3 separate regions of the Gossypium hirsutum genome follow, and regions 2 and 3 are each linked to region 1. The links are chromatin contacts, called in public Hi-C maps. All regions are on one chromosome and are shown on one strand. The core of a region is the stretch at or near the end of the contact, and the rest is flanking DNA. Distances in the headings are between cores, read along the strand shown. Region 1 holds the start of LOC107961788 (photosystem I reaction center subunit III, chloroplastic). Region 2 holds the start of LOC107961789. Region 3 has its middle 6.0 kb from the start of LOC107961781.

Region 1 (2,878 bases), core at 379-2,878:
AAAAGTATGTTTTTTTAAACAACATTTTTAAGTACAAGAAATTTCCCACCAAGAATATTCAGTCTAAAAGCACTCCCATCTTCTTCCCTAGCTATTCCTTGGAGTTCAAGTCCTTCCATTCGATCCCTGTAAAAATAAAAACCAAAATTAATACACCAAAAAAATGAAGGCAATTTGTGTGTTCTTCTATTTCCTTTCTTCGTTAATTTCACCATTCTTTTTAAAATTTAGAATATTACAACGATAATAAGACGAGTTATAATCATATAAGCTTAGATGTGAGTATGGTGATATAATTATACTCTCGATCCCTTTACCTTCTACTCATTTGAAATTACTACTTCTATTTTTAATCTCAAGAATCTATTATTTGATTCAATAATTGAAGTTTAATGTGATATTTTTTAAATAAAAAAATGTTACTAATATGATTAATAAATGAAAATATCGAATTTTGGGGTGTAAAATTGGATTCGGAATATAAGATTGCAAGGTTTTATGACACACTATTTCAGATTAGTAATTTACTACTTCAGAATAGTAAGGTTCAACATCATTAGATGGAATATGGCCAACACATGTTAACCCTTACACTATAAGGCAAAAACATGCTTGAATTAGCGTAAAATAAAAAATAAAAAAAAGGGGGAATTTTTTTGAAGAGAAAGAGAAGAAGGACCTGAGGAGATTAAACGTCCTTGACAACAAGGTCACCATTGATAAGCTCTCTGTAAGCAGCGACTGGCCAAATAAAGCCTCTAAATATAAGACCGGTAGCCAAAGGCACATCAATGATGATCTCCTTCATGGCAGGCTTCTTATCATCGCTAATAGCAATGAGGTAGCTCCTTCCAACCCACCCGATCCATCCAGCGATGTACAAGAACAAGAGACCAGGCGTGATGAACTCACCCCAGTGCCTCTGATCACCGCTTACTATCAAATGAGGCAACCCATCAGACCCACACAGCAGCCCGTACTTCCCGTAGTTGTCAAACCGTCTCTTGGTTTTCTCGATGGTTGCTTTGATAGCGAGAGCTGGAGCGCTGTCAGGGGCGTATAGCTTCAACGACGATTCCAGCTTCTTGATCTGCTGCTTCTCACGTTTGGCGAATTGCTTGGACTCTTTGCATGGTGTGAGGCCTGCAATATCAGCTACGGCAGGCTGTGGGGCTGAGAGAAGAATGGAAGAAAGAGCAAGAGCTGCTGAGAAGGCTTGGAGTGATGAAGCTGATGATAGTGGCGATGAAGTCTTGTCGGTGGAGCATACCACCAATGATCGTGAAACTTTGGGGGTGAGTTTGGAGTTTAGCTTTGGCTTCAAAAGGGATTTGGAGAGGTTAGTGGGGATTGTAAGAGACATTTTGGGAGTATAGTAGTTGTGGTGTGTGGTGAAGAAGGAGGGGAGGAGGATTTGAGAGAGAAGGGGAAGGATGAGTTTTAGATTCGGAGGAGGGAAGGACTAGTGGTGGAAGGAAAGATAAGATGAAGTGGAATATGAGATGTTAGAATGCTGAGTTGGGTAGCTGCGATTGGGTTCATGGCTGTTTGGTTGTAAGTTTCAGATTCTCCCTGTATCCATATCTATATCTGATATAGCTCTTATATACCTACATAATCTACTATTCTATTTAAATAATAATAAAAAACTATATTCTATATATACCCATAGGCTTCCTTTGGTCAAATTTTTATTTTAATCTTATAAAAACCTCTATATTATCAGTTAATCTAATAAATCCTAAATTACTTTTATTAAAACTAACATTCTCCTACCCTACTATTTAAACAATTCTTGGAGACATCATATAAATTACTATTCCTAGATGGAATCCAACTACTAATTGCGTTATACTACGCCCAACTTGTTGATATTTTAATAATTTCTACAGAATTTTATGGGAGCATTTCGATAATAAAGTGATTATTATTTTTCCATAATCGCCAAATTAGTATTCCAAAAAGCGTTGACCAAGGGACTCCATGCCTCGTCAGCTGCCCATGACTTCCTAAGTTTGTTCTGACCAATTCAAATAAATTGTTAAGAGAAAAACTGAGACCATCTTGCTCTCGGCACAATCAATTTCCAGATATCCTTAGGTATTGGACAGTCTCTGAGAATATGTAAAGTGTCTTTTGTTTCGTATTGGCACATTGGACATACTTTTGTTTGGTTAATTCCTCTTTTAACCCTTTCTAGGTTTGTAAGCAGGCATTGTTTATAAACTAATCATAAGAAAAACCGAACTAGTAAAACCATTAAGGAAGTTAATTATTTACACTAAGGATATGTTTCATCAATTGAAAAATTAAATGCTGAAAATATAAATATTGAATTTTATAAGTATTAAATTTATATTATAAAAATGTTTGATATATTAATAAAAATTAAGTATGTAACAGGCTAATTTGCCTGGGACCATACTAAAACCAAATTACAAAATAATAATAAATAAAAAAAAGCAATTAAATGTCCACTATAGTCCAATTACAAAATGCTGGCCCAAAAAAATAAAATAACCAAACAGAATAAACTAAATCCAGTACACCAGGCCCAAGTTAACCCTAAACCCAAACAAACCCATAACCCAATACTCAAAACAAAACAAATTTGGCCCAAGTGGCCCAAGACCAGATTATTCACAGAAACCTTAGGTTTTCTGTTTGCGCAACAACTAGCCTCTAGCGTAGCCTCCTTACACCCCATGCCAATTGCCACGTATCACCACGCCAACTGGCCTCCGTACTTGCATGTAAACACAAGAAAACAACAGCAAAACAACAAGCAAAAGGAGCAAATTTTGTTTTTATTCTCTTTCGGCTATAAAAAGCCTAAAACTTTTCAATATTTTTTTGGATACTGACGAACAGAGGGAAT
Region 2 (2,700 bases), core at 143-2,642, 180 kb before region 1:
CATGGATTCCTATCCAGTTCTCACCGTCTTTGGTAGATCACATCCGTCGATATCTCATCAATGAACGGCATAGATCCGCCCTCACAATCCTGAACAAAATATTAAGATGCGCCAAACTTCAAAACAATTCCGCTTAAAAGAGCGAATCCTATTGGTCAACATTCATCTCACACGGATCAACACTTTAACAACTTAACAGCCGTCGATAAAAATCCATCCAATCTACGGTTCATATTGGCCTATTTAAAATATTTCCTAATTACTTATTCCCGCTTACTCCTTTTATATATCCCCTCCAATTTCTCCCAATTGCAGCATCAAAAATCCTTTCCTTCAAACGCATATTTTCATATCAAATTGTTCTACAAATGGCTCGTACCAAGCAAACTGCTAGGAAATCAACCGGCGGCAAGGCGCCACGTAAGCAGCTAGCCACGAAGGCCGCTCGAAAATCAGCTCCGGCGACTGGAGGAGTGAAGAAGCCTCATCGTTTCAGGCCAGGAACTGTGGCTCTTAGGGAAATCAGGAAGTACCAGAAAAGCACTGAGCTCTTGATCAGAAAGCTTCCATTCCAGAGGCTTGTGAGAGAAATCGCTCAAGATTTCAAGACTGACTTGAGGTTCCAAAGCAGCGCTGTTGCTGCTCTTCAAGAGGCGGCTGAAGCTTATCTCGTCGGACTATTTGAGGATACAAATCTATGTGCTATTCATGCTAAGAGGGTTACCATCATGCCTAAGGATATCCAGCTTGCTAGGAGGATTAGAGGTGAGAGAGCCTAGGTTTGCTTTTAGGTGATTGATGTCTGAGGCCTAAGCTTTTTTTCATTTTGATGTATTAGATTTCTCTGCAAGTGTTTGATGTAAATCGATGCGATTCTAAAGGATGCCATATAATTTCATGATTTTTGATTAATGAGATTGGAGCTGTTCGTTCATATTGTAAGAAATTAAAATTTTATAAAAAGGAAGTATAAAATATTTTGGGTCGCATATCTCACGTCAAAAAAATAGATTTTGAGGATGGTAGTGTATTTTTTCAAATACTAAACAATTCATTTGCTGTATACATTCAAATTAAAAAATTTACATAAAAATATAAATTCTTAAAAAAAAACAATCCTTATATCTCTTCCATTCATTCTTTAGTAAGATATAAATTTTTTTCTTTTCAACTTGAACTTGAATTGATTTCTCATTAAATATTATATACATTAATTTGATTTTGCTAAAAAGAATGGTTTTACTAAATAAAATTTTACTTTTTATATTTAAATTTAAATAAAATATTTAAAAAAATTTAAAAATAAATGGTAGAGTGCATGGTGGTGCCTTATAAAATGGCTTTATCAATAGAAAAATGTTTTCTTTATAGGTTTAAAATTTAAAAAACAAAAAAAAAGTGTCAAATTTTTTTGACTTCACCAAAATTTTTTTTTAAAACTCTTCTAAATATTTTAAAAATAATAATATTCTTTTTATATTTATATATGTGACTTTATTTTATATGGTTCTACTAAAAATATAAATTATTTATTTTAGTTGTTAATGTAACATGTTGGTGGCTTTAAACTTTTTTATTCCACCAAATTTTATTGTAATTTTTCAGGGCATCTTCATATATAATAAAAAAATAAATTATTTTCGTAATTAATTAAATTTTTAAGGATATTTTTATAAAAAAAAAACCATAAGAATGACAACAATCATGAAAAAGAAAAGGGCTTCAGGCCAGAATTTTTCAGCCCGGTCCGATCCGATTTTATTACCCTAAATTTTTTTTCCGTATTTCCTCTCAGACCCAGTCCCTCATTCGGTCATTCCCCTTTCTCTTCCCTATCAGTTCTTATTTCTTAAAAGAGAAAACCGATAGCTCTAAGTGCCGCTCTCCACCTCCACGGCTCCACCAGTGGCCTCCAGCGCCGCTGCCCGTCCGTCTGTCTGCCCGTCTCGCTGCAGCCCATCAACGTTGCTTTTTGCGTCCTGCTTCTTCCTGCTGCTGCTGCTTCCTCTGGTTTGCTCGATATTTATGCCGTCCAATAGTTCATATATTTTGTTATTTTATTTTTCTTATTATTGTTTTCCACTGCTGCTTTCACTGCCGATTTTAGGGTGTTTTATGCACAAAGATTAAATTATGTTTAGGATTAAATTTTCAGTTATTTTATTTTTCTTATTATTGTTTTCTTAAACTTGAAGCTGGGAATTCCTTATTGTGGACGAAACTAAGATAATCGTGACCAGAAACTAAGATAAAAATTTCGTTGAATGTGTGTTTAATTGTAAAAGTATGTGGGTTTTTCTGCTTCACTTGCTGATGACTTGTGAGCCGGTATTTTGTAATGCTATTCTCATTTCAAAAGATTCTGGTTTTATCCTGCTGCTGCCTATCTCAAAAGCCTGGCATATGACCTTTCGTGGCTTGGTATTGTAAGAATTTTGAGCTATTTAGGCTTGAAATTCAATTCAATTCCAGATTGATCGAGTTTCCAACTTGAGGTTGATGTGATATAAAATTTGAATCGATGGATTTGCTTCTATTATGTTCATTTATTCTGTAAAAGATGAATTTAATTTCTTTATATTCAACTTTAAAATTAATTAATTATATTTGTTAGTTTAACTTCAGATTTTCTAACAGTAAAACTCTTTTTTTGGGGGGGTAAAAAATTGATTAAGTTTTGGAGTTATTTGAGTATCAGTA
Region 3 (2,732 bases), core at 35-2,534, 180 kb after region 1:
TTCCACACTAAATGATTTTGGTGTCGCCATGTCGCCATGTGCGCATTGACAAAAAAAAAGAAAATTTGGAATTTCTAATTTGGTTGTTAAAAAGGAGAAATGGGAATGATGTGAGGTCCAAGGCCACCAAGCAATGTCTCTAGAGAGAGCCCAACTCATACGATGATCTCAAGCTGGCAATTTTCAAGTGGTGACTTCTAGAACTACAAGCAACCATTTGAACTGTCAAAATGTCCAGTTGGACCATGTCAGCGAATGCGTAAGCCACTTTCCAAATTGAAATTAAGAAATAAATTAAAATAAAAACACACAAATCAATGGTGATAACCAGGGGATTCTTTAACCATTACTGCCCAAGTCGAGATGCTCTGTTTTTGGAGTAAATTATAAATTTGGCCAACTTTCCATACAATAAGCAGGAAATATTTTCATTATGCAAAGAATTGGGTTCATTTGTGTACCCTAAAGGCTAGAATCACTAGTTATTATATTAATTAACCAGAGTTAGCAAGCAGTGAATTAGATTGTTAGATTTGTTAGCTGGTGGTTGCAGGCCTTTCTAAAGCAGGAAAATTTTAGCCAATGTTCAAAGCTATTGCAATCAGAAACTTTCAAAAACCAGAGACTGGGAAACGTTGGATTGATATGATGATAAAACACGATTTACAAATTATGAACGTCAAAGCAGATTTGCCCACCATCTATCTCATATCCTCACACATTACAATGGTATAAACTTATTGAACATTCATCTCTCCCTGGCATTGAATTTAATGAGATTCTCCATTTTCCAGGCTTCTCATATCTCAAGCAAAGAAAGGGGGGAGAAAGCCACAGTTTTCCCAGATCCCCTTTGAAGCAAAAAAAAGCATTGGAAGGGCTCATGCACACAGAGTCAAATCCTTGTTTACCAAGAAATAGACAGCCGAAGACAAGACAAGGGGGAGAACCAGCAAGAATTTCTTTGAAAAAACTGAATGATTTTCACACCCTTCTTCATGAATGGTCTCTAGCCTTGGATATGTGGAAGATTTTCTGGGATTAATGAGAGGGGATGGTGCCACTGCACCCCAATGTTGCATGTATACCACCTCTTTCATCATCTTTAAAACTGAGGAAAGCTTGATCAAGATTGGGTTTTTGTTACTTTTTTGGATGGATTGGGTAAGTTATGGGGATTTAAGGAGGATTTATATAGGGGTTTTCAGACTTGCAGCGCGTAAATTAAGGAAAGATGAAGGAAGAAGACAAGATGATTGAATGATGTAGGTTAACCCACGTATTCTGACTTTGTTTTTGTTTGCCAATAAAAATAGGATCTCACCGTTGGTCAAAGAAGATGTTCTAGATCCACTCGTGTGTGAATAAGTTGACTTCTGGTTATAATCTGTTATTGGGTGCATTCTAGAAACAAACTTATTTCATCCATTTCTTAAAAATAAATAATGTCCTACTCAAAGAGATGCTGTATATATTATATGGTTAGAGTTGATACAACATTCCATTCATTATCACGTCATATTTTTTATTTATTTATTTTATAAATAATTTTAAAATTATTAATTACAGTAAATATCAACTATATTCTAATTTAGAGTGACTGATTTTGATTAAATCTTTATAATAGAGAGAATATATTTATAATAAAATTTGAGATGAATTTCTTACATGGTGTAGTCATATTTTTTAATCCAAGTATATTATAAAAACAGAATATTATTTTTTTAAATTTTACCTTAATTTTGTAAAATAAAATTTCTAAATTAGATCACAAGGTGTAGTGATATTTAAAAAAAAAAAATCTCACAAACCCCGTTTCAATTTGGGTATGATAGACTTGTAAAGCTAAATCATTATTTATAAATTATTAATTGTTATACCCATTCACCTTAAGGCCTGTTCGAATAGTAAGTTTGCCACCAACAAGTTGAGAAGTCACCTATAATTTTATACATAAAATTTTACTTTTATTAAATTTTTATAAATTGGTAGCACGTATTATCAACATAGCATAATTTTACATTTATATAGTATACACACAAACAATTATATTAATCCATTATGAAAATAAAAAAAATATCTTTTATTTAAATGTGTACAATTGAATCAAAATTTAATGTGTATGTTTGAACCACAAACAAAGCTCACGTGTAATTTTGATATTTGTCTCATTAAGATATAAATTATAGATTACACTTATAAATTATTTTTAATAAGAAAATTAATTTAAATTATAGTATAAAAGTATTACTAATTTTCTATATTTATTTATAAGAAAATAAGAAAAAACTTAAAATAAATTTTTTTTATAAAATTAATTCAATTGAATAATATTTTAATTAGAGAAAATATTTAATGCATTCCCAGTGGAGTGTTTAGACTCATGATTAAGTGTTGACAAGTATGTTATAGGGATAATAAGATATTTAAAAGAAGTCTTATATCAAATTTTTAAAGTTACTTGTGGAATAAAAAAAATTATACCGTGTTTATAAAGACTATACTCTTTTTCTTATTGAGTTATAAATAAAAATAAACTTTTGAAGTTTTTATTTTATTTTCAAAGTTAGGATTAGATTGATAAATTTTATAAATGTTGAAGATCAAATTTATTAATTTTTTTAAAATTAGAACTAAAATGACAATTTTTGTAAATATTAAGGGCTTGAATTGTTCAAATTTTTATATTGAAGATTATATTGATAGAATGTGAAAATATTAAAAGACAAATA

What was found. Hi-C and Micro-C count contacts between places; a contact is called where the count stands out from the background.
Region 2: a contact with region 1 is called in a Hi-C map of leaf, with 2.7 times the contacts expected there. The contact joins the promoter of LOC107961789 here to the promoter of LOC107961788 in region 1. A contact is called at or near these places in 2 of 34 Hi-C or Micro-C datasets (both in leaf).
Region 3: a contact with region 1 is called in a Hi-C map of leaf, with 1.9 times the contacts expected there. The contact joins the enhancer-like site here to the promoter of LOC107961788 in region 1. A contact is called at or near these places in 4 of 34 Hi-C or Micro-C datasets (callus and leaf).

Annotation. Positions count from the first base shown.
Region 1 is chrA06:110,376,539-110,379,416 of Gossypium_hirsutum_v2.1, reverse strand. It overlaps LOC107961788 (photosystem I reaction center subunit III, chloroplastic), which reads right to left and starts at 1,628. Exons shown (of 2, transcript XM_016897918.2): 1 at 680-1,628; 2 at 1-126. The coding sequence starts at 1,363. The coding sequence ends at 689.
Region 2 is chrA06:110,553,667-110,556,366 of Gossypium_hirsutum_v2.1, reverse strand. LOC107961789 reads left to right here and starts at 1,392. Exons shown (of 5, transcript XM_016897919.2): 1 at 1,392-2,010. It overlaps LOC107961790 (histone H3.2), which reads left to right and starts at 369. Exons shown (of 1, transcript XM_016897924.2): 1 at 369-934. The coding sequence starts at 369. The coding sequence ends at 779.
Region 3 is chrA06:110,191,688-110,194,419 of Gossypium_hirsutum_v2.1, reverse strand. No RefSeq gene overlaps it. Among protein-coding and RNA genes, the nearest start is that of LOC107961781, 6.0 kb to the right of the region's middle. Within about 2 kb of position 1,284, at least 9 of the 9 cell types and tissues checked have an H3K27ac peak or open chromatin away from gene starts, as enhancers often do. A contact at or near this core is called in leaf, where this site is marked.